Linked DNA regions of Mus musculus: all the other regions are linked to region 1. The links are chromatin contacts, called in public HiChIP or PLAC-seq maps. All regions are on one chromosome and are shown on one strand. The core of a region is the stretch at or near the end of the contact, and the rest is flanking DNA. Distances in the headings are between cores, read along the strand shown.

Region 1 (4,409 bases), core at 1,556-4,055:
GGAACAAGCCTACCAATTCTCACCACTGAGGAGCCATGTGGCTTTGACAAGCCATTGTGCTGTTCGGACCTGTCCCGTTCTCTGTGAAATGAGGACTACACAATCTATGTAGCAGACGACACAGTCTATGATACACGGAGCTCCAACATCCCGTCAGTTCTGAACTTACCACATCGCACCCCAGGAGAGCCTCAGGTTTTTATCCGGTGAGTGTCTATTCAGCAAGCAACATGTGACAACTGCATCATAGACTAGGGGTGTGCTGTCCAGGACAGGGAGCCTCTGTTCTCAAAGACTTTACAACCCAGTTAGAAAAAGGGTGCCAAACGTTAAGAACAAAACACAGTTCCCACTTATTAAGCAACCCGAGTGCGGTCTAGCAGGTGAAGGCAAGCCCAGGGCCCCTCGTTTGTTTCCCGGTTCTCAGGGAGCACTGCTCTGTACTGCCTGAGGTCTGCTGTTGTGAAAACAAGCGCTTTGTGTGTTCTGTCTGCTTTCCTCCTGGAGGTTATTGCAGGAAGGAAGACACATTGGGTCGATTATCCCATCCTGGCCAGAAGCAGAAGTTCTACCAAGCATTTCAGTCATACAATCGAATTTAAAAAACCTGACACTGCGTGTGTATGACGTTTACACTCATACCGCATATGAGCATAGTAAGTATTAGTCAGTTACTGCTAGTCCTGCCTCTACTATTACATCTCAATTTCTCCTTTTTTTTTCAGATTAATATGTATGTATGTGTATATATATGGAGGTTAAAGGATTTTTCCCCCTTACATTTCCATGTGTATCGATAGGTCTAGGGCAAAGCCCTTAGGAAGTTCAGCTTTGAAACTTTCAAAACCAGTTAAAAGGACCCTAAGGTGAGTACTCAGCCTGGGCAGCATTACACATTTAGTTCTGATATAAGGCAGCCTGGAGTGGTAGACTGCTGCCCTTTAGTGAATACGGATGAAAGCTACGGTTTTATAGAACTAGTTCCCCTCCGCTTCCTCCTCCCTTCCTTCCTTTTCCTTTTCCTTTTTCTTTTCTTTTTCTTTTTTTTTTCTTTCTTTTTTTTTTTTTTTTTTTTTTTTTTTTTTGAGTCAGGGTTTCTCTGTGCAGCTCTGGCTATTCTGAAATTTACAGAGATTCCCCTGCCTCTACCTCCCGAGTGCTGGGATTAAGGGCATGTGCCACCGTTACCCGGATTTATTTTCTTCTTTCTCTCTTTCTCTCTTTCTCTTTCTCTCTTTCTTTCTCTTTCTCTCTCTCTCTCTCTCTTTCCTTCTTTCTTTCTTTCTTTCTTTCTTTCTTTCAATTTTATGTGCATTGGTGTTTTGCCTACATTATGTATTTGGAAGGGTGTTTGATCTCCTGGACCTGGAGTTATAAACAGTTGTGAGCTGCCATGTGGGCACTGAGAATTGAACCTGGGTCTTCTGGAGTTGCTCCCAGTGTTCTTAACTGCTGAGCCACCTCTTCAGCCCCTAGAAATAGTTCTTTTCAAATTGTGTTTTGAAACTGCATTCCTATGTAGGAAGATCTCTGCTGTATTTTCCCTTTTCTTCAGACCATCTTTGCATAGTCCATAAACATCAATACTTTCTCAGTACCCGAACTGGGCCTCTGAGGCCACTTCGAGGTCTTTACGGACCAGCAGCCTCATGCTTTGTGGCTGCTCTCTTGCAGGTGTCGTGGGAGGGTGCGCCCATGGGAGGTGGCTTCGTTTCGCTTACCACTGTCACAGAATACCAGAACCGGTCGGTACCGGATAGTGAACCGACTATGTCTCTGCTCAGGGTTCTAGGCAAGTTCGAGACTGAGGGGTGGCAGCTGCCGAGGGCCTTTGTGTCCAGCATCCTACAGCAGAACAGAGAGGAACGTGGCTGGAGGCCCCTTTTTTGAGCATCCGTTCTGTTCTAAACAGCTTAATCACCTTTAACTGGGCCCCAGCGCCGGACCGGCCCTGCTGTGTTGGGAGTGAAGCTTCTCCACTCAGTGGAACCATGACTGTGAATTTTAACCACTTGCACCTGAAAAAAAAAAAAAAAAAAAAAAAAAAGGAAGAGGATGCTGGATTAGGTGCAGTTCCTTTCTGGGACTTGGAACGTTGCCAGGAGCCTTGGCTCACTTTCCTGTCAGCCAGCCTCTCTGGCTCTGCAGACAGGCCAGGGCAGGAGATGCCTGTAGAGACCTGTAGGCAGACAGCTCAATGCAAAGATCACTTTCACTGTGTTGGCTGGGTGCTGGCTGCAAGCAGAGCCCCGGGCTGCTGCCAAGGGTTAAGGTAGCAAACCAGCAGTAAACGGAGTGCTTGGCAGAAGCCCAGCCTCTGAGACAGAGACAGGCTTAATTTCCATCCTTGGTCACAGTTGCAAAGGGACATTGCCACTCAGATCAACAAATCTGGTTTGCATGTGAGACATACAAACCATTCTTTGCATTGTGAAACAGAGTCTAAGAAGGTCCTATTCCCGGAAACCTCGAGGTGCCTCCCCTCCCAACTCTTAACATCCAGGTTACTCTAGCTGCTCTGAGTGAACCCTGACCTTTGAAAGGGGGGTATAATGCCTCCGAGAAACCCCAGGCCTGACTTCAAGCAGATCTTTATATAAGAACTGATTGCACAAGCCTGCATGTGTGGGGCTGAGGGAAGAAAAAGGGAAGAGTGCTTTCTGTGTATGACTGAGACCCTGCTATTCGTTTGACTTGGATGTTTCAGCTGAGCTCTGTCGATTATGAAGATAGTCATATATGTCAGTACTAGAAACCTCCGCTCGCAGTTGTACGAGCAGCTGCCCCATCCTCCCGCTCTAGCCTTGCCCTCCTCTGCAGTGAGCAGGAAGCAGAGACTCAGAGAGAGTTGGGCCTTGGCAGCTGGGAAGTGGTGGGGCATCAATTCTGCCCTCATAGCGAAGGGCAAGAGTGCTGGTCACATGGAATCCGGAGATGGCTGTGTAATGTGGGAGACGCTGAGTTCCATGTTCCCACACTGTAAGTCATGATGACACTGTTAAAAATGACGGGTGGGCGGCGGAAAGTGAAAGAAAAAGAACAAGAGGGAACAGAAACCGACCAGACGCACAGAGGATCAGGCGAGTGTAAGGAGGAAGGCACGAAGACAGGCTGGGGGAGGGGTAGCCTGGAAGTCAGTCAGGGAAAGGGGAAGGCAGGCAAAGGAGACTGGGTAGGAGGAAGAAACCAGACAAAGAGGATTGCGATGAGGTAGACACAGAGACAAGACCTTCTCCTTGAAAAAAAAAAATGTCCTTTTCCAGCCGAGGGTGGAGGCCAACCACGCCCCAACCCCTGCCTGACACGTCACTTTCAGACCCCGGCTGCAGGGCCAGCCGGAGAAGTCCCTCACCTTAAATCTGTCTCTGCTTGTTGAAGAAGGCCCGAATTGAGATGGAAGGAGTTTGTGAGACTTTCTGGAAATAACAGAGGAGAAAAGTAGAGAGCCATGTGCTTGGCAGAACCCTCTCGAGAGTCCTCAGACAGGCTGCGCCCGTTCTGCCCTTCACCTCAGGAGTGGTACCAAGCTCTCTGGCTTTGGTCTCCAGAAATCTGCAATCTGGGAGGGATCAAAGGTCCATATGGAGAGCGCTGAACAGCCACGCTGTTGCGCAGACAGTGAACACAGGCAGAAAATACCAATGGAAGATGAATGAGAGAAAAAGATGAATGAGATGAACGAGACCTTTAAAAAGATGAATGACCTTTTAAATGGACAATGGCTTTCTTGACAATGTCACAGAATTTTCTTAACTGTGGGGGAATTAGGGTAAACAATTTGGTCAACTATGGAAACATGGACAACTGGACCAAGAAGGTCCAGTGTGTGGGCTTGAGAACAGCATAGCAGAGCCAAAGCAGAGAATCCCATCACTAAAGCCAATCTCCAGGTGAGCTGGCTCAACAGAAGTATGGCATTGACCTTTAAAAAGTTTTTAAAATTAGCACTCCCCAGAAGTTATACTTATCATTAAAAAGCAACAAACATTGCCTAGACAACTCTGGCACAGGCCAGCTTGCAAGAGGGCCAGGCTTAGCCTCATCTGTCAGGTCGGACAGACACAGACTTCAGAGGACAGCTTGAGATCAAAGGTTGCAGGAAAAACTGAAGATGATGGAGGGTAGGCAGACACTGAAGGAGACTGAGGTGGTGGTGGTGGTGGTGTGTGTGTGTGTGTGTGTGTGTGTGTGTGTGTGTTTGTGAGAGTGTTTGTGTGTCTCTGTGTGAGTATGTCTGTTTGAGTGTATCTCTATGTGTGTGTGTGTGTCAGTGTGTATGTGTGTCAGTATCTGTGTATCAGTGTGCATGTATGTGAATGTGTGTTAGTGTGTCTGTGTGTGTCACTGTGTATATCTGTGTGAGTGTGTGAGAGTGTATCTGTGTGTATGTGTGTGTTTGTGTGTATCTG
Region 2 (4,208 bases), core at 1,037-3,536, 440 kb before region 1:
TCTCTGCATAGTATCTGGCTGTGGGTCTCTATTTTCTTCCATCTGGGGCAGGAGGAAGCTTCTCTGATGATGGCTGAGTAAGTCACTGATCTATGAGTACAACAAAATGTCATTGGTGGTCATCTTATTGCTATGCTTTTTGTTTTTGTTTGTTTGTTATCATTAGTATTTGGTTTTAACCTTGGTTCCTGAGCTGTCTGGTCTCTGGTTCTTGGCCATTCAAGAAATATGAGGTATGGGGCCAATCTTGTGGATTGGGACTTAATTCAAATCTGATGGTGGTTGGTCACTTCCATAAGTTTGATGCTACCATTGCCCTAGTTTATCTTGTAGGCAGGACACCATTGTAGATGAAAAGGTTTGTAGCTGGTTTAGTGTTTACATATCTCTTTTGGTCATGCACATAGTACCTTCTTATACCTAAGATGCTAAAACTTAACAGTGAGGGCTTTATGTAGGTACAAGGTCAACTTCTCCATGTTCAATGAGTTGTGTAGATATTGTCTTCATCATGGGAACTTGCTGTCTGTTTGTGGAAAACCGACTATAGTCTTGCCAAAAGCCTGTGCTGTTTGGGGGTGCCATAGGATCCCTTTGGCCAACAATTCAATTAGATGTAACCCAATCTCAGTACTAGAAGCTTCATTTGGTGACAAAAGATAGCCAGTTGGGCCTCTGTTTCCCCCACTACTATGAGCTTCTATATTGACTGTATTCTTCTTGGTTATGAGATGATAATTTTGGAAGCTCACGTCATGAGAAAGTCCACTTCTTTTTTTCCTCTTGTAAATTGTAGAGGTGAACTTCTATCACACAGATTTCTCATAAGTGTATGGAGAATTGCAGGTGTCTTCAAATAGGAAAGTGAGAATATTAGCTGTGTTTTGTTGCTCTTAGAAATTTCAGCTATTGGAATGAAAATCTTGTTCCATGTAAAGAGTGGTCAATGAGCTGTCACCTCGTTTAAAGACTGTGCTCAGCAGATCTCTGGAGGCTGGCTTCTGGTATACCTTCTCACAGTAGAAAGCATGCAGGGTGTACTGAGTGGTGGTGTTTCCTTGTGTTTCACTCTGAGAAATTAGCTTACTGTCTGGAGAGTGGCAAGAAAGGAGTAAGTATTCCTGGAAAGAAGCAGCTACACGTGTACTTACCAACTTCTAAACAGAATAGTCTCTATATGAAGGATGAGAAGTGCTTCTGAGCTGTGAGGGCACAAGCCAGAAGCTCCACAGAGGAACTCAGAGACAATTCCTTGTTTCCCATCCTACACTGAACTGTGGCTTTTAACTTTCTAATAAACAATGAAAGTGGGTGTTATAAATGTTGTTTCACTCTGCAGACTAACTGAAACAGAACATTGGGTGCTTCTTTACATATGAACAATAGCAGGTATGAAAATTTTGAGAAATAATATCAAAACTTTAGAGTAACAGGTTTGTTCTGACATGAAAATATGAACACTCTTTTGTGTAGTTTTTGATAAAGAAGTGTTAGGAATTGTTTATTTCATGTTCCAGATAAAATCCAATCCCTCCCCAATTATAATCAATCCAAGTTGAATATCTATTCTGGAATAGATATTAGAGTTCCCCTAAAGAAAAAAAATCGAGGACAAAGATGCAAATTCAAGCATTAGGACAGAGGTCTCCATAATTAAGTACCCTAAAAAAAAATCACTTAACAGTCTAAGTTTTGCTGTTTAGGAATGTTCCAAATAGGTTTCAAAGAGGCTCAGAAGAGCCCCTCGCTCAGCCACAGGCCAGATGAGGAGGAACTTTGCAAGACTCTCCGTGGCAAAAGGATGTTAGCCTTAACCAAGCTAGCCAGACCAACAATAGAAAACCCCAAAGATCAATGATGTTAATAAATGGAGAGACCAGTAAGTTGCCTTCCCACCAATGCTAACCACACCAAAAGTAAGTAAAACCCTAGCTTCTCATAACTGGTTCTTGTTCAGACTGAAGAGTGTGAAGAGCCACTTGCTGTGACCAACGGTAGCTGTGCTGCTCCTTTGTAGAAAGCCATGGTCTTCAAAGAGCTTAGTAAGGGTCTTCACTAAAGAACAAAAAAAAAAAAAAAAAAAAAACATGGGTAAGACTGGTTTCCTTTCAAGTTATGACTCAACTTTGGTCACCACACTTCCACTTGGACCTATTAACATTTGGTGATCAGAATGTCATTCGTTTTAATCGGCTGCCACAGCAAGAGCTTTGCTGCCTCTCAGTCATATAGAAACCCACAAGAATATCTCCTTTTGACTCTGTTCTCCACATCAAACCCACAGTGAAGCTAATGCTGCTGTCTATCTTCTCACAATCTACTAGAAAGTGGCCTGCTTTGCCTTGCTTACTCTGCTAAAGGAGGTAAGCAAGAAACAAAGAGCCTAATGTTACTTATAAATAGAGGGTGCTATTGTAAGCCTGCTTGTAAAATAATAAAGCAATATGCTTTCTCTCTCTCTCCCTCTCTCTCTCTCTCTCTCTCTCTCTCTCTCCCTCCCTCTCTCTCTCTCCCTCTCTCTCCCTCTCTCTCTCCCTCTCTCAATCTCTTTCTCTCTGAACCATGATCCATGTCTCTTGTGAACATAGTGAATAAATCCCTTTCAAGCAAGGGCAGTGTGGAGACCAGTAGAAGCCAGCAGTAGGGTACTCAAGATTGCTTACAGGCTCTGAAACATAGGTGTAGGGTACAAGGAGCTTATCAGAGAACAACCAAGAGTGACAAGGAAAGGAATGGAGGGAGGGAGGAGGAAAAAACAAACAAACAAAAACGAAGATTTTCATTTATCTTTCTTGGAGATCAGAGTATCTCTTCTTTGTTCAGGTGCAGATTTCAAGAAACTAATCTTTAATCCCAGCCCTTAAGATTTCAAGGCTAGCCTGGGCTACTTAGTAAGAGCCTATGTCAAAAAAATGTTGGCTTGGCTTTAAAAGTTTGTTCTTATTAGTGTTGCTATTGTATGATTCTATCAATATAAAACCCATATCTAAGATTCAAGAAGCTCTTCCCACGTGCCAGGCACCATAGCAAACATTAAACGCATTCATTGTCTCCTTTGATTCTCCAATTATCCTTTCCATCAGATAGAAATATTATCTCCAATTAAAATTAGAAGTCCGGGGCATAGAAAATGAAATTATGAGAAGTCAAACTAATAAACAGTGGTTCTGGGACACAACCCTGGGCTCAGTGTGCCCGGAGATCAAGTTATTATCTGCTTCAGGGTGTTTCCCTTAAAAACACTGAGCTGTTTGTGCATTCAGCAAACCTAAATAGCTTAGAGAGTACCCTGAGAGTAGTGATTGTACAATGCTTCTGCTGGCTCTGGGGAATGCCTTCTGTGTTTTAACATCCCCACATGGTTCACTCAAACTTCTAAATTTGAACTAGAACTGCGTAGAACATCAGACCCTGAAAAACAACCCAACTTTTACTGAGTGGTTTCACTCACACCTGTGGTTTTTACTAGTGTCAAATTTCCTCCCAAGTGTTTCTGTCAAGTTTTATCTTGCCCATTTTCCCCAGGGCCAGCCATCCCTGTCAACAGTGACAATCTCCTTGACAAACAGAAGTCAAGGGAGCTATCAGTTTTCATTCACTTTTCTAGCTGGTATAATCCCTGCGTCCTACAGACTGTGTTCCTTCTAAGAATTTCTGGCTCCTCGTATCTAGGGCTCTTGAGATTTGAACTGAGCTGCTTTGGCCAACGATACCTGTTTTCTGGAGCACACTTTCAGGTTAAAAGGATTGCTATAACTCCATTTTCTTGTAGTTTGTGTTATGAGAAGTGTTGTTACACTTCTGTGTGTGTGTGTGTGTGTGTGTGTGTGTGTGTGTGTGTGTGTGTGTGAGAGAGAGAGAGAGAGAGAGAGAGAGAGAGAGAGAGAAAGAGAGAGAGAGAGAGAGACTAAACTTGACTCCAAAGAATCTAGCATGCCCTTGACAAAGAATAGCTCTTGATAGAAAATTTTAAACTTATCTTTTGTTTTTGATACATACTGTTTCTTTACCCTTTCCATTTCTCACATAGGGCTCATCTTTCAGTGGTCTGAGCTAAGTGGAAAAAAGCTTGCTCAATCTCAGAATTCAGTCATTTCTTTTCGGTCATCTATTACTGTTAAATTTGTTAATATTGATGTAGGAGAAATCCACAGGACAGTAAATGCATCCATATAAATGGGCCACCATTAATCTAGCTTTTACAAATG
Region 3 (4,161 bases), core at 1,532-4,031, 310 kb before region 1:
TCTTCAAGTAAACTTCATTTACCTGTTTCTCTGTCCAAAGAACTGAGCTAGAGCCAAGCCCCCTTAGACATCAGGAGGATTATCACTCACTAATAGTGGGTTTTCTTTGTTTTATTATTATTATTATTATTAGGTATTTATTTCATTTACATTTCCAATGCTATCCCAAAAGTCCCACACACACTCCCCCCACCCACTCCCCCACCCTCCCACTCCCCCACCCTCCCACTCCCACTTCTTGTTCCTGTACTGAGGCATATAAAGTTTGTACGACCAATGGGCCTCTCTTTCCACTGATGGCCGACTACGCCATCTTCTGATATATATGCAGCTAGAAACACGAGCTCCGGGGGGTACTGGTTAGTTCATAGGGTTGTGGATCCCTTTAGCTCCTTGGTTACTTTCTCTAGCTCCTCCTTTCTTTGTTTTTAAGGTACCATAATTCATCCAACCCATTATTCGTTTCTTAACTTAACTATAAATATCATCTATTGTTTGCAACTAAAGAATTAATGCTATTCCTTCCTTCTCTTTTCAGTACTACAGATCTGGTATGTCTGATCAATAGCCACACTCATAAAACCCTCTGAATATGGTGAAAGATGCATCCCTTATATTGAAAGGCAATTCCACCTGTGAACTCTAGAATTATCCTTGTTTAGGGACCCTCCTTGTAGTATCTCCTTTTTCTATATCACTCGTGTCTCCCTGCCTTCTGAATCATTCATGTAAAGCTATGGACAGACTCTATAATCAACTACCTTGACTGCTGGCCCTTTGTACCCCTAATTATCATTCCTTTCCTGTTCATCTCCAGCTCCTCCACTGTAGAGTCATCTAGATTTTGGTGTTTCTATTTCCTCACATCCCAATTCTCTCTTCAATCCACTCTTGGCTGGGTTCTGTTCCCAACATATAACATACAACATACAATGTTTCTGGTGATTTTCAGGCTCCTAAGTCCCTTAGACATTCTCTTGTTCCTGCCTTAGCAACATTTTTGGTAATGTTGGACAAGCTGTTCACCTCTGAAGTAGAGGCCAGGCACCTTCCTTGGCTACTCTCTACTTTATTGAGGCAGGATCTTTTACTGAACCTAGATTTGTAAACATAATAGCAGTACTGCCAAGTATGTCTCAGTCTTGTTAGTACAAACACACACATATCACTAGACACTCATGGGAAAAAAATGGTTTTCTATAAGCAAGATGGCTGGGTCAAGGGTGAGGGTCTTCAACACAATAGCAGTAACAAGAGAGTTTTTAAAAGGCTTTTCTTACTTGTAGCTATAGTATATAGCAGGCTGTGGTGAGACTCAAGATGGATAGCCTTTTTCTAGATGGACAACATTTGACAAAGCTATCCAGCAAGTTAATGTAGCCAAAGACTCATCTGGATTTTATCAATGTGGTGTGGCTAGGAAAATAAAAGTGATTTTAAGAACAAAGTACAAAGTCACACACCAACTCCCTTCTTAAATAAAAATAGATTTTTTAAAAAACGTTTTTTTAAGCCTCTCTTTTCCTTCTTAAGTTAATTTGCTGAGTTATTTTATCTTCTTCCAACATCTTCTCCCCAACATCTGGTATAACTGACTTGAAATATTCTTCCTTGTGTCCTTTCTCTGAAGAAAGGGTGTATATAAGAGCCTGGCCAAGCATAGTCTAAAACAAGGCCTAGAAACTTCTCCGACACTGTCATTGCACATAAAAATTTACCTTGGAGTCACTTGAACTTGGACTTAGTGATTTTCTAGTTCACAGAAGTCACAAAGAGTCAGTAATAGTTTTTAAAAGTCCATCAAAAAGTGAACCAATAAGAATTCAGTAAAAACTCCCTGGAGTTCATCAATTATTCCAACACCATAAATTTACAGCTGAATCCCCCAGGGGCAGGGTTTCTACCGACATTGGCAAGCTGAGGAGGAAAGTTGCAACAGCAAACTTGCTTTATCTCTTTCCTCTGATCAATTACTGGTACCCTCATCCTAGGAAAGCTCTCTCACCGAGCCTTCAGCTGAGCAGCGTTCAGAATTACATAATCTAAGACTTGGGTTTTTTTTTTGGTCTTGCTGTTCTATACCTGGTCCATGTAGCACTGGTAAGTTTCTCATTTGTCCCCATTTATTGTGTTATTTAGACACTAATCTAGTTTTCTAACCTGAGTGGTAGAGGTTTCTCCTTTGATTTCTGCAACAATTGTATCTTTTGAAGATAGAATTTAGCATGGTATTCAGTATCTTTTGGGACCCAAAGAATAATTATTTGCTTTATAGTCTGCAATCGAGAAAGAACAATGAATAACGTAGGAGGACCAAGAGTTGGGTACAGGGAAGCAGTGTGAAACGTTGTTTCAGAGAACCGTGGAGTAATGTGTGAGATCAGGCTGACAGACGGGAAGTACAGTCAGAGAGGCTGGCTAGAAGGCATTGTAAATGATCAAGAAAGAAAGAACCTCGAGAAAGTAAGGGAAGTTTGGGGGAAACAAGTCAGTAGAACTGAATTTTCAGACATGATAGGGAATTTCAGGTGAGCAAAGGTAAGGATGAGAGAGACACGGTTGAGATGGATTCCTTGTTTTCAGCAGGAATGACCGTGAGACTGGACTGTGGGGCAGAAACGAGGAACTAGGAAAGGGAAGTGTTTTTGTGGGGGAGAGGGCAAGCTCAGCTAGCTAGCTGTTGTTGAATTTGAGACTCTGGGAAGAATTTCAAGTGAAAATGACCAATGGTCAGTCAGAGAGATGGGAATAAACCGTGAGCAAGGAACAGGACATGAGCTGTAAATCTGTGAGTCACCGTCCCCACATGCTTGCAGCCATGAGAACAGGGATAGTCTCTGCACACTGTAGTGGCCTGTGAGAAGTGGAAGACGTAGGTGGAAACCTCGGGTAGGAGGGCGTTGAAGACTGAAGCAAAGGCGTCTGGGAAACATCGGAACAGACAGGACGTTAGCAGGAAATAGAGGAGTACATGCCAGAGGTGTAAGAAGTGAGACGGTTTCCGGAGCAAGAAGAAAAATAATGATGAGAGACAGTGGGGATGGGTTGAAAGAAAGCACACTAGAGGCTGAAGTGGCAAGCAGTGATTTCTAGGAGCCAATTTGAATAAAGGGTTAAAGAGCTGGAATGGAGATTGGGTCCAAGGAGTTACAGAGATAGGATATGAACCATAGACTTAAAAACTTAGCAGTGAAAATGGAAGCAAAATGACTCTAGACATTTTGTAAACAAAAACCTACACTTAATATTTCTTAGGACTTTTTTTTTTTGGTAGTGGTGGTTGTTTTATGAGACAGATCTTCATAAGTAGTCCTACACAGTCTAGAAGCCACTAGGTACCCCAGGCTGGCCTTGCACCTGTAGTGACCATTCTGATGACCTCTTCAGTGCTCAGGTTATAAATGTATACTTCAATTATAGATGTGCACTACCATGCATGGATTTTATATGTGAGGGAGTCTTTATAAATATTTTGTCATATTGTTAAATGAGTTATTGAATTCATATACTCTTTGCTGACATAGCAAATGGAAATTCAGATGGACTTTTATTACCCTTGAAGTAGAGGTTAATATTCTTACCCTCTTCTATTCATGCACAGGAAAACATGTACACACACACACACACACACACACACACACACACACTTTTAAAAAGCTCGTAGACCTCTCCCCATGTTCCTAAGGTTATAGTCCTTAGAATTCTAGCTTTGAGATCAAATCAAATGGGTACTGTGTGACGCTGAGGATATCAGTGCTGGGTAGCACCAAATGCCTAGAGTTGCCTGCCCATCACAACAATGCTGTTGTTTGAGTATTTGAACTTTTTGATCCACTTTACAATGCCCCTCTTATATAAATAGGACTTCATGTCCAATGTGACTCTTTATCTATTAACTAATCTAGCCATATTAGGAGTTTTTAAGAAAATGACTAATTCCATCATTCTTGAACAGTCAGTCTTGTGGTGGCTTCCACATAGTCCTGCAGAAAACCATGAAGTCCAAAGAACAGACTTCTAAGTCTGCTCTGAAAAACATCAAGAACATTTGACCAAGGTCAGCATGTCTAACATGGTTTCCCATTGTTGCCTGTCATCCTGACCTTATCTTGCCCAAAAACTTAAATGTCCCATTCATTCCCAGTGTTAAGGAAAATGTGA
Region 4 (4,302 bases), core at 12-2,511, 370 kb before region 1:
GTGATGTACATTTAAATAGGTATCCAAAAAGTAACTTTCAGAAAAGTTTTTAAAATCTTTTTAATGCTAGTGAGATGTTCAGTGGGTAAAGGTGCTAGTCACCAAGTCCGATGACCTGAGTTTAAACCCTGGGGCCCATATGGTAGCAGGAGAGAACCAACACTCTCAGGTGATCCTCTGACCTTCAAAAGTGTGCTGTGATTCCCACACCACACACACACACACACACACACACACACACTGCCCATTATAAAGTCAGTCTAATATTTTGTAATTCTTTCTATTTTGTCTTGTAATTATTGCCTGCTTTGGATCACAAAACCAAATCCTCGGTGGCTTCTTTCGTCATTATCCTGGACTGTTTTCCTACTCAGATTCTACTTCTTATGTTATTAAGCAGCATGGATGTGTTGGCATGTATGTATGTCCTAGAAGAGTTAAGAGGGACAGACTAATGCTCAGGAAATGAATGAGTTCACAATCAAAATTCATCCTTAAACCTGGTCCAAGTTCAGTTGTGAATTTCATATGGAAGCTCCTTAAAGAAAGGAAGAAATGCAGTCTTCCTCCTACTGCATATAAACCTGGGTCCAAGAGCTTTAGTTGAACATAAGAATCCCTCCAGTATCACGTGTGTGGTAGTTCCAAGCACCCTGGTCATCTGTACCAACTCCTGCATCCCAGCATGCACTTAGTAGGCTTTTGTTCTTGTGGAATGCTCACCATCAGAAGAGACAACTTGGACTGTCCAGTCCTTCTATGAAGAAATAAAAGATGGAGGTGTGGCAGATAGCAAGATTTCTCTCTCAGAAACACTTGGGTTCTTGCTGGGGGCAAGATGTTTGAAAAGTACCATATAAAACTCTTCTTTCTATTCCCAAATCAGCTTCATATGCTGGCTGAGATGGAAGTAGGGCACTGTTAAAATTAAACACAGTTTTGCCTTTCAACGCAACAGAGGCATAGCTGACTCATCCTCCCTCTCTCTCTCTCTCTCTCTCTTCCTCCCTCTCTCTCTCTCTCTCTCTCTCTCTCTCTCTCTCCCTTGCTCTCTCTCAGGAAGCCTGGCATTGAGAAGGATTTTCCATTGTGAGTGTTAAAGAACTTCCTCAGAAATTACAACTGTTGTGACCTCTGTGTTTCCACCGATAGATAAGACACGAGATGAAAGTATGAAAAAGCAAGCCAAATCCCCTAGGCATGGCTGCATCAGAACAAAGCCATTATGTTGTGACAGTTAGATTTAAGACCCATGATGCCACCCTGGGAAATCTGCAGTCTGAGCGTTGCCCAGACTCTGCAAGCCTCCTGGGGCCATACCCAGAAACCGGCCTTTATGCCTCGGTGCGTGCAGTGTCGTTTGTGAGAGTTCTGCCCACAAAGCCATCAGATGGTAACAATTTTCAGTCACTTCCAACATGAGTTGGTTTTGAACTTTAATATGCAACCTAATTATGACTGCAAACACTTTGTTAAGCAAACAAACTTCAAACCCCTTTAAGGAAAAAAAAAAAAAAACAAACCCTAGCTCTTCTCTGGTCATTCTGTCTTGTACAAAGGCTTTAAAAATAAAACTCTGTAGGGAATTAGAGAATCCAGGGATTTAAAAAAAAAAAAAAACCTGCCCCAAATTAAGTGGCTTCAATGTAATCAGTACTTGAGCACCAAGTATCTGGTTTTTTACTTCAAATCAAAATCTGGAAGCTAAAGCATTCTATTTCCTATCCCTCCTGCTAACTGTTCACCTTTGACTCAAGACACACAAGTAATCTCATTCGTGCTCTTAAGTCATCCAGAGAAATAGACTTTTTCATTTGTTCCCCAATTGTTCTTTGTGTATGAATTTCCTCTTTTCAGATCCCGAAACACATGCCACGGGAGGTCCTGCTCCCTTCAGGTTCCCTCACAGGAGCCTCTTTCCATCCTTCTTGGTTACTTTATCAAGAGCAAGAGTCATTATGTAGCAAATGGAAATGGCCAGATAATCCCTGTGGAGTTCAAACCAAGGGGGCAGTGTGAGGAGGTCTTGGGAATGGGAGTCCGGACCTCCAGACTCCATCTGTGGTCCTCTCCGTCCCCACACACTTACTGTGTCCAGAGTTTTTCCATGCTCTCCATTTGCCTGAATAATGGTTTCTAATATCTTCTTTCATTTTCTGGTTACTGCCCCAGGAAGGAGCTTAATGCATAGAGAACAAATATCTGATTTGTAGATGAACTTTTTGAAGGGAAATACATAGCGGTGTAATACCAAGCAACCCTTACAAAATGTAAAAGGCATGAAGGGGCACCCTCCCACAACCCCAAGGTTCACCTCAAGAGACCCTGAACCCCACATGTGTCAGCACCTCAGTTCTCCTCAGCCTCACCTCTTTGTGAACATGGGAAACTGTGGAGGCCAAACTTTTACTGATGACAAAGCAGGTAAGAAGACTGTTCTCCTGGGAAAACCTGTGCTTGAGAGGCTGGGCTGTGATCTTGTGACAACTGTTCTTGTCCACTAAATGCCTAACCCTCCTCGGTCAGATGTGACGCCAAGGCCCGGGGACATGCTCATTATGGAGACAAACTTTTACACCAGCGGAAATGAGACTTTTGCTACTTCTTGAGTGTAGAATTTTTCAGGCAGGATAGAAACCCCACCTGAAGAGGCGCCGTGGACAGAGGCCGTAAAAAGGCTCCTTCCTTTCCAAATGGACTCAGACATGCGTAGAGAGCTTCTCCATGCTGCGCCTCAGCAGTGACTGAAATTGTGCTGGTTCGCAGATATTTGTCATGTGAAGCCCATCTGGATGGAAAAATTCTGGTAACAATTAAAGAGTCCACCAGGTCTCCAGACTCCATTAAGATGAACCCTGAGTTAAAAATTAACTGCTCTTCCCTAGCCATGCTTTCTGGGTTTCCTGTCCTCACACACGGAGATGGAAAACAGTAGGAGTCTAATGATTAGCCACAGAATGGAACCCCTGGACTGGGGCTGCCGTGCTCTCTAGGAAAGTGGGATCAGAGGATGGAAGTAAGGTCTAGCCTAGAATCCTCATGAGAAGGTGCTGCAGTCTCCTTAACAGTCTGTGGTCCCTGCCCATCTACTGTCAACTTTAACCTCAGCCAAATTACACCATTGATACTTCTATCTTCTTACTTTTTTAAATATTAAATTCTTTGTCATACTCTGAAAAAGATCGTTTTGGTTTTTTTTTTTTTTTCTGGTTCACCATCATCCTTTATGCCTATATAGCTACACAAAAATCTGCTCAGAATAATTTGCCTTAATAAATCATTTCAATTTAAGAAGAGCCTTAGAAAATGAATACAGTATTTAACATCTACTGCACATCAACATTCTGTAAAAGAAAAATATGCTTTCCCTTCTGAAAAACAAATACACTATGTGCTGTTTGGCTTGGGGCATTTTGGTTGAGACTGCAGAGGTATGTTGTAAGTTTTAATACAGAGGTTTTCCTATTAATGTTGAATGAACTGGTAGGGATATATGGCAAAGGGTTCATTCATGGAAATGGCTATTTGATGGGTCATAAAGCTAATTAAAACCAAATTTTGGCAACAGCGTTCAGGATGTGCATGGCCAACTCTGTTTTGTTACACCACCCCAAATGACTCTTTCATGTGGGAAAATATTTTCACTTCAAAAAAAAAATACAGGAAAGTTTAATTGATCTAGGCAAACAAAACAGTCAGACAAATTAGCACATGATCAACTCCTAGGATCTAAAGCAAATCAGGCTATAAAATCTAAAGGAAATGCAGCAGCTTTAACTTTCATTGCTGTTTCAAAGTTAGATCTTAGGGAATTGGTGTACATGAAAAAAGCTTAACTATTGTGTGGCCAGGATTCCAGAGACCAGAGCTGTGGTCAAGAGACTGACAAAAACAAACAAACAAACAAACAAACAAACAAACAAACGAAGAGTCAAGCATGATGCTGGGCGGTGGGGGTAAGGAATAAAGGAGAGGAGAGGGCACCAATTTGGACTCAAATAAATCTGTCTACCTGCAATAACACCAAGGAATCTCAGAACCTTGTTTTAAAGATAGTGAAAATTAGTAGGCAAACATTTGAATCATAGATGTTATTCAACAAGAGTTTTTTTTATAGAGTCTGAATAGTTGGAGAGGAAAAATTCTGATTATTCTCATTGCCTTGGTCCATACTTTTCCTTATGCCCTTGCTCTACGAAATATTTATCAGGATTCTTCTGAGAAGCAAGCAGTAGTGCTGTAAGTTTCTTGTCGTCATGCAGTCTGTCATAAACCATCACACAAATAATTATTTTACCAAAG
Region 5 (4,393 bases), core at 180-2,679, 260 kb before region 1:
ATATCTAGGATTCAGGCCAGCCTGGTCTACACAGTGAATTCCAGAAACCCTAGAGCTACATAGGGAGACCTTGTCTCAAAAATAATTTTTTCATTATTTCAAACATTCTGATATTGTGTCACACACACACATACACACACATTATATAATGGTCTGTATTCCTCAATGACTAAGGAAGGTAAACATGTTTTATATTCATATAGAAATATAAATATGTATGTATAAATAAAAGCATTTCTTTAGATAAATATATATATTTCTTCCTTTTTGCAAGGTCCTAACATGGGACCTCAAATATCTTCCCTTTGACTAGACAGCTTCTCCCCAACATGTCTGGCTCCTTGTCACTTTCTCAAAGGGATTTTCTGACTGCACAGGAAACGCATTGGTCCCCTCTATGACACACTCAACTCTGTTGGTATTTCAGTCCTAGTGAGGACAGTATCTTCTTCACCACAGTAAGTATCTGTAAGTGAAGAAATTAATATTCATGGTTGTCCACAGGAGATCCCTAGGGGAAGGATACCTATAGAAATGTAATGCTTGGTATGAGGGGCTAATTTTATATAGTATTTCAATCACATTAAATTAAAGGTGTCTCCTTTTGGTTTCTTAACTCCTTGCTAGTTTTTAAATGTTCATGGTAGCATAAATAGCTTTCTTTTTCTAGACAAGAATGAATCTAGACAAGAAGTTGGGTTTACCTAGTTACTGTTGGAAACTTCTAACAACTCTGCTTAGGAGAACACTCATGGACCTTTAAATTCAGGCAACCTAAGGAGTCGAGAAGGGTGTCCCACAAGACACGCTTAGCTCTTAATTTTTATTATTTGCTTTTGTTCAAAGCAGTATTAGACACATTAAGGATTAGGGTAAGTTCAAAGAAATAAGCACCCCAGGAAGGATACCCTGGGAGTAGACTTAAATGAAGATTAACTGTTAAATAGAGACATTATCTGATGGCTCATTGATTAAGGATAGTTGTATAATTTACATATATATATACATATATATGTATATTTCCAATAAAAAATATTTATCTATATAATACATTTTATTATATGCCAGCCAGTATGTTAACGCTTACCTGGTAAAGAGAATAAGTTTATCTTATTAGGGAAATGAAACTGACTATTCTCCTCTTGTTCCTGCTAACATTCCATTGCCATGAAAATGACTACTGTGGGTTTGTAGAATAATGATATCCTCAAGAATCCCAGGAGATACAAATTGAATACAAAATATAATGCCTGCCTCTGAAGTGTTTGCCTTCCCATGTGAGGAAAACAAATAGACAAATTCAGACCAGAATTCCAAGTTAAATAGGAAGCAGTATGGAATAATTGCCATACCCAGAGAAATGATGTTTAAACTGAGTCCTTGAAGGGCTAAGAGTTGTGTTCTTACACGGAGGAAGACTAGCACATGGCAACAAGTAACTGTGGGAAAGAATGGGGTTCATTAGGGGAACTGAAAGTAATTCAGCATTGGCCAGAGCAGAAAGTGGATTCGAATATTGCAAGACATGTTGTCAACAAGTAGCCATGGCATCTGTAAGCCACACAGAGCAGTTCAGGCATAGGGTGTCCCTGAAAAATGTAATTATGGTCATATTGATGCTTATAAAAATAACCTTTTGTGGGTATGGTTGAAGGTAGGTATGGGTATTGGGTAAACAGAAACCATGGTGTCAAAAGTCAAATTAGAGACACTAGGAAAGAGTGGAGGACAGTGCTACCCTAGTTGGAGATAATGATTCTCTAAGAAGCCACTGAATGTCATATAAGAAACCTGTCTCCAGTTAAGATCTTCCTCCTTTTGAGCTGTTGGTTAAGAGTATCTCAGGGACTGCTCCCCTGGCCTGAGCCCACAATAAAATCTACTGCCACTGTTCTTGCTTACCTACCAGGACTTTATGGTAAGACCCTACTGCTGAAGACAGAACACACGTTGGCCACAGGAAATGGAGAAATCAAGTTGGTTTTGACCAGGAAAGTTCCTTTCTGTTGACAAGCTTTCTCAGTAGCAGTACATGTTGTGCAGGCTACTGGTAGGGTAGAGTCAGATTCTCAATAGCCTTGCCCCACTGTGAACCTTGAAAGCTACAATAACTACCACTATGACAAGATGTACTCATGGGTGCAATGGTAGCATGAGTGTTACAGAAGTAGCCAGCTTCTAAACACATGTCTGGTACTGAAAATTTGACCACAAAAGGGTTTTACCAGATGGATCCCAACAAACTGCCTTCTAAGTCTGTATTTCTATACTGTAGATTAGTGCAGCTCTCAGACCACATCAGAGAAGGTTATTTTGTGTAGGGGACATCAAATAATGCAGAAACTCACATTTGGTCTAAGTGCAGAATCTGTGGAGTGCTCAGACAAAGATGGGACATCTATATCACCCCTTGTCTCTTCAGGGGTCAGAGACCATCTCAGGGGTGGGGTAGTGTAAGAGTCAGAGATCAGGGAGGATCAGAAGAAAATAGTGTCTTCTAGACAGGACAGGACTGCTCATTCAGGAACTCACATTATTAACTTACTGTGTTTGTGCTTGCCTGCCCAATGACGTACACAATACCAAGTCAGGCAACATTCCAGCATGGAGACCAGGGAGGGACTCTTGAAGTCCCGATTGCAGAGGAGCTAGTGAGAGTTGCTGGCTTCTGGGGAGATGGTGTCAGTTTTCTTTAAGGCTGTGGCCCCTGGTAGGTTGAGCATGCTCCAGTGGGTGGATGCATATCCATATATATATGTGCACCACAATTCAGAATCAAACACACACACACACACACACACACACACGCATACACACATACAATTGAGAAGGGTATAGGTGAGCATGATCAAAACACATTTTATGCATGCAGAAAGTCAATAAAAATATTGTATTTAGGAAGAGTAGAAGAGAATGAGAACTAAAAGATGGCTCTGGTTTCCAGATGAGTATTCAAAATGAATACTGAAATTCATGGTGTATGATAAGAATACTTCTAAGTCAAGAGAGACATGTTCATTTGTTTCTTGGGAGCCTGAACTTTGCTGGCCACAACTACAATGCTACTAGTACTGGCAGAGCAGTGGATCTGTTTCTTGTAGTGAGGGGAAGTCATCTCATCTGAGTAGAAAGAGTACTTACCAGAAAGTCAGTTAGACTCAGCAGCTCATTAGACTCCAAGAAGAGGATTCTAGAGAGAAAACTTAGATATTGGTCAAGTTAAGAAATAGAGCCTCCTGGCTGTCCAGAAAGCTAAGAGAAATTGAATAAAACTGAATGGTTAGTGCTACTGTCTATCACTGCGTGGGTCGGTAGTAGTCTGCCTCAGAGATATCTTACTGTGATCACAACTGCTTCCTGTTGATTGTCAGGCTGAGACCTGGAGAGTCTAGATCCTCTTCAGCCAACTGAAAACTCACTGCGACCTCCAGGAAGCTAATCCCCTTACACCAGCTCAATGTGACCAGGCCTGTGAACTAAGCATTATGAACCAGGATGACCTTACAAGAAGTTAACTAGGTGATGGTATGGAGAAAACCACTACCCAATAAACACCACCATCCATAGCCTTCTAATGCCTTTTCCTGGTAAAGTATGCTGTGAAGGAAAAAAGCCTCAGAGTGGCACCCTGAGCTCTAACAACTCCCCTGCTGGGGTCTGAAGACTATTCTTCAAAGTCTTCAAGTTGTCCACAAGAGTTTTAATATCATGTCTCTATGTCAATAATACCATGAAGTCAATTCAAACCTACTTGGAATTGTCTTCCTGATTCCTCTAAGTCCAGCCCCGCCCTATAAAGTCAGTGCTGCCTTCATTTCCATTTGTGGCAAGTAAGACTTTGTTGTTATGGTCTAATGAAATATCCTTCAAAAGTAAGGTTAGCAGGAATGTACTCCAGTAATTCCAGAGTACACTGAGTGGCTGAGCATTTGATACTTCAGATACTAAAGGAGGTCTAAAGTAATACTAAGGTGACAGTCAGGAAGAAACAAAACACATCCTGCTTCAGTAAGAGACAGAAACATCTTCTGGGTTGGTTAGAAAAGCCCCAGGGGGATAGCTTGGGTCACACAAGCAAGGCAAGCAGGTGGAAAGGTTGAGAGACCAACAAAGGCACTGCTGGGCCATGGCTGAAAGATCAGAGGCTTGCATATGCCACAAACAGTGTCAAAAACCATCTTCCTGTGAATGCTTTAAGGATGGTAAGATGGACAGATGGACCTTGGCTCTCCATCCCCTCCACCTCTTCAACCATAGTATTTGGTTCTGATATACTTTCAACACTGGCAGGGCTTGAGTTACGGCTCCTACTGTGACTTCCTAAGGCCAGTATAAGCTTTCTTCCATTTGTCTGATGAGAAAAGGCATAGGGCGAAATGATATCCCAGGTCGA

Evidence for each region. HiChIP or PLAC-seq counts read pairs in DNA pulled down with a chosen protein or histone mark.
Region 2: a contact with region 1 is called in a BATF HiChIP or PLAC-seq map of CD8 T cells, with 5 read pairs. The contact joins two enhancer-like sites. A contact is called at or near these places in 1 of 484 Hi-C or Micro-C datasets (bone marrow-derived macrophages) and 3 of 115 datasets of contacts at active chromatin or transcription factors (CD8 T cells, effector CD8 T cells and large pre-B cells).
Region 3: an H3K27ac HiChIP or PLAC-seq map of microglia shows a contact between it and region 1, with 11 times the contacts expected there. The contact joins two enhancer-like sites. A contact is called at or near these places in 2 of 484 Hi-C or Micro-C datasets (bone marrow-derived macrophages and liver) and 6 of 115 datasets of contacts at active chromatin or transcription factors (bone marrow-derived macrophages, embryonic stem cells and microglia).
Region 4: an H3K4me3 HiChIP or PLAC-seq map of the 230-238 cell line shows a contact between it and region 1, with 3 times the contacts expected there. The contact joins two enhancer-like sites. A contact is called at or near these places in 1 of 15 datasets of contacts at CTCF or cohesin (large pre-B cells), 1 of 484 Hi-C or Micro-C datasets (nephron progenitors), 3 of 115 datasets of contacts at active chromatin or transcription factors (the 230-238 cell line, bone marrow-derived macrophages and large pre-B cells) and 1 of 9 other capture datasets (embryonic stem cells).
Region 5: an H3K4me3 HiChIP or PLAC-seq map of bone marrow-derived macrophages shows a contact between it and region 1, with 2.7 times the contacts expected there. The contact joins two enhancer-like sites. A contact is called at or near these places in 1 of 484 Hi-C or Micro-C datasets (liver) and 2 of 115 datasets of contacts at active chromatin or transcription factors (bone marrow-derived macrophages and neural progenitor cells).

Annotation. Positions count from the first base shown.
Region 1 is chr10:44,379,352-44,383,760 of GRCm38.p6, reverse strand. No RefSeq gene overlaps it. Among named protein-coding and RNA genes, the nearest start is that of Mir1929, 22 kb to the right of the region's middle. Within about 2 kb of position 2,805, at least 189 of the 459 cell types and tissues checked have an H3K27ac peak or open chromatin away from gene starts, as enhancers often do. A contact at or near this core is called in the 230-238 cell line, CD8 T cells, bone marrow-derived macrophages and 2 more, where this site is marked.
Region 2 is chr10:44,819,834-44,824,041 of GRCm38.p6, reverse strand. No RefSeq gene overlaps it. Among named protein-coding and RNA genes, the nearest start is that of 4930431F10Rik, 83 kb to the right of the region's middle. Within about 2 kb of position 2,286, at least 13 of the 459 cell types and tissues checked have an H3K27ac peak or open chromatin away from gene starts, as enhancers often do. A contact at or near this core is called in CD8 T cells and effector CD8 T cells, where this site is marked.
Region 3 is chr10:44,690,356-44,694,516 of GRCm38.p6, reverse strand. No RefSeq gene overlaps it. Among named protein-coding and RNA genes, the nearest start is that of Gm22503, 40 kb to the left of the region's middle. Within about 2 kb of position 2,781, at least 57 of the 459 cell types and tissues checked have an H3K27ac peak or open chromatin away from gene starts, as enhancers often do. A contact at or near this core is called in bone marrow-derived macrophages and microglia, where this site is marked.
Region 4 is chr10:44,749,825-44,754,126 of GRCm38.p6, reverse strand. No RefSeq gene overlaps it. Among named protein-coding and RNA genes, the nearest start is that of 4930431F10Rik, 13 kb to the right of the region's middle. Within about 2 kb of position 1,261, at least 13 of the 459 cell types and tissues checked have an H3K27ac peak or open chromatin away from gene starts, as enhancers often do. A contact at or near this core is called in the 230-238 cell line, where this site is marked.
Region 5 is chr10:44,635,952-44,640,344 of GRCm38.p6, reverse strand. The region is part of intron 2 of Gm35154 (a long non-coding RNA gene); the gene reads right to left. Among named protein-coding and RNA genes, the nearest start is that of Gm35154, 39 kb to the right of the region's middle. Within about 2 kb of position 1,429, at least 37 of the 459 cell types and tissues checked have an H3K27ac peak or open chromatin away from gene starts, as enhancers often do. A contact at or near this core is called in bone marrow-derived macrophages, where this site is marked.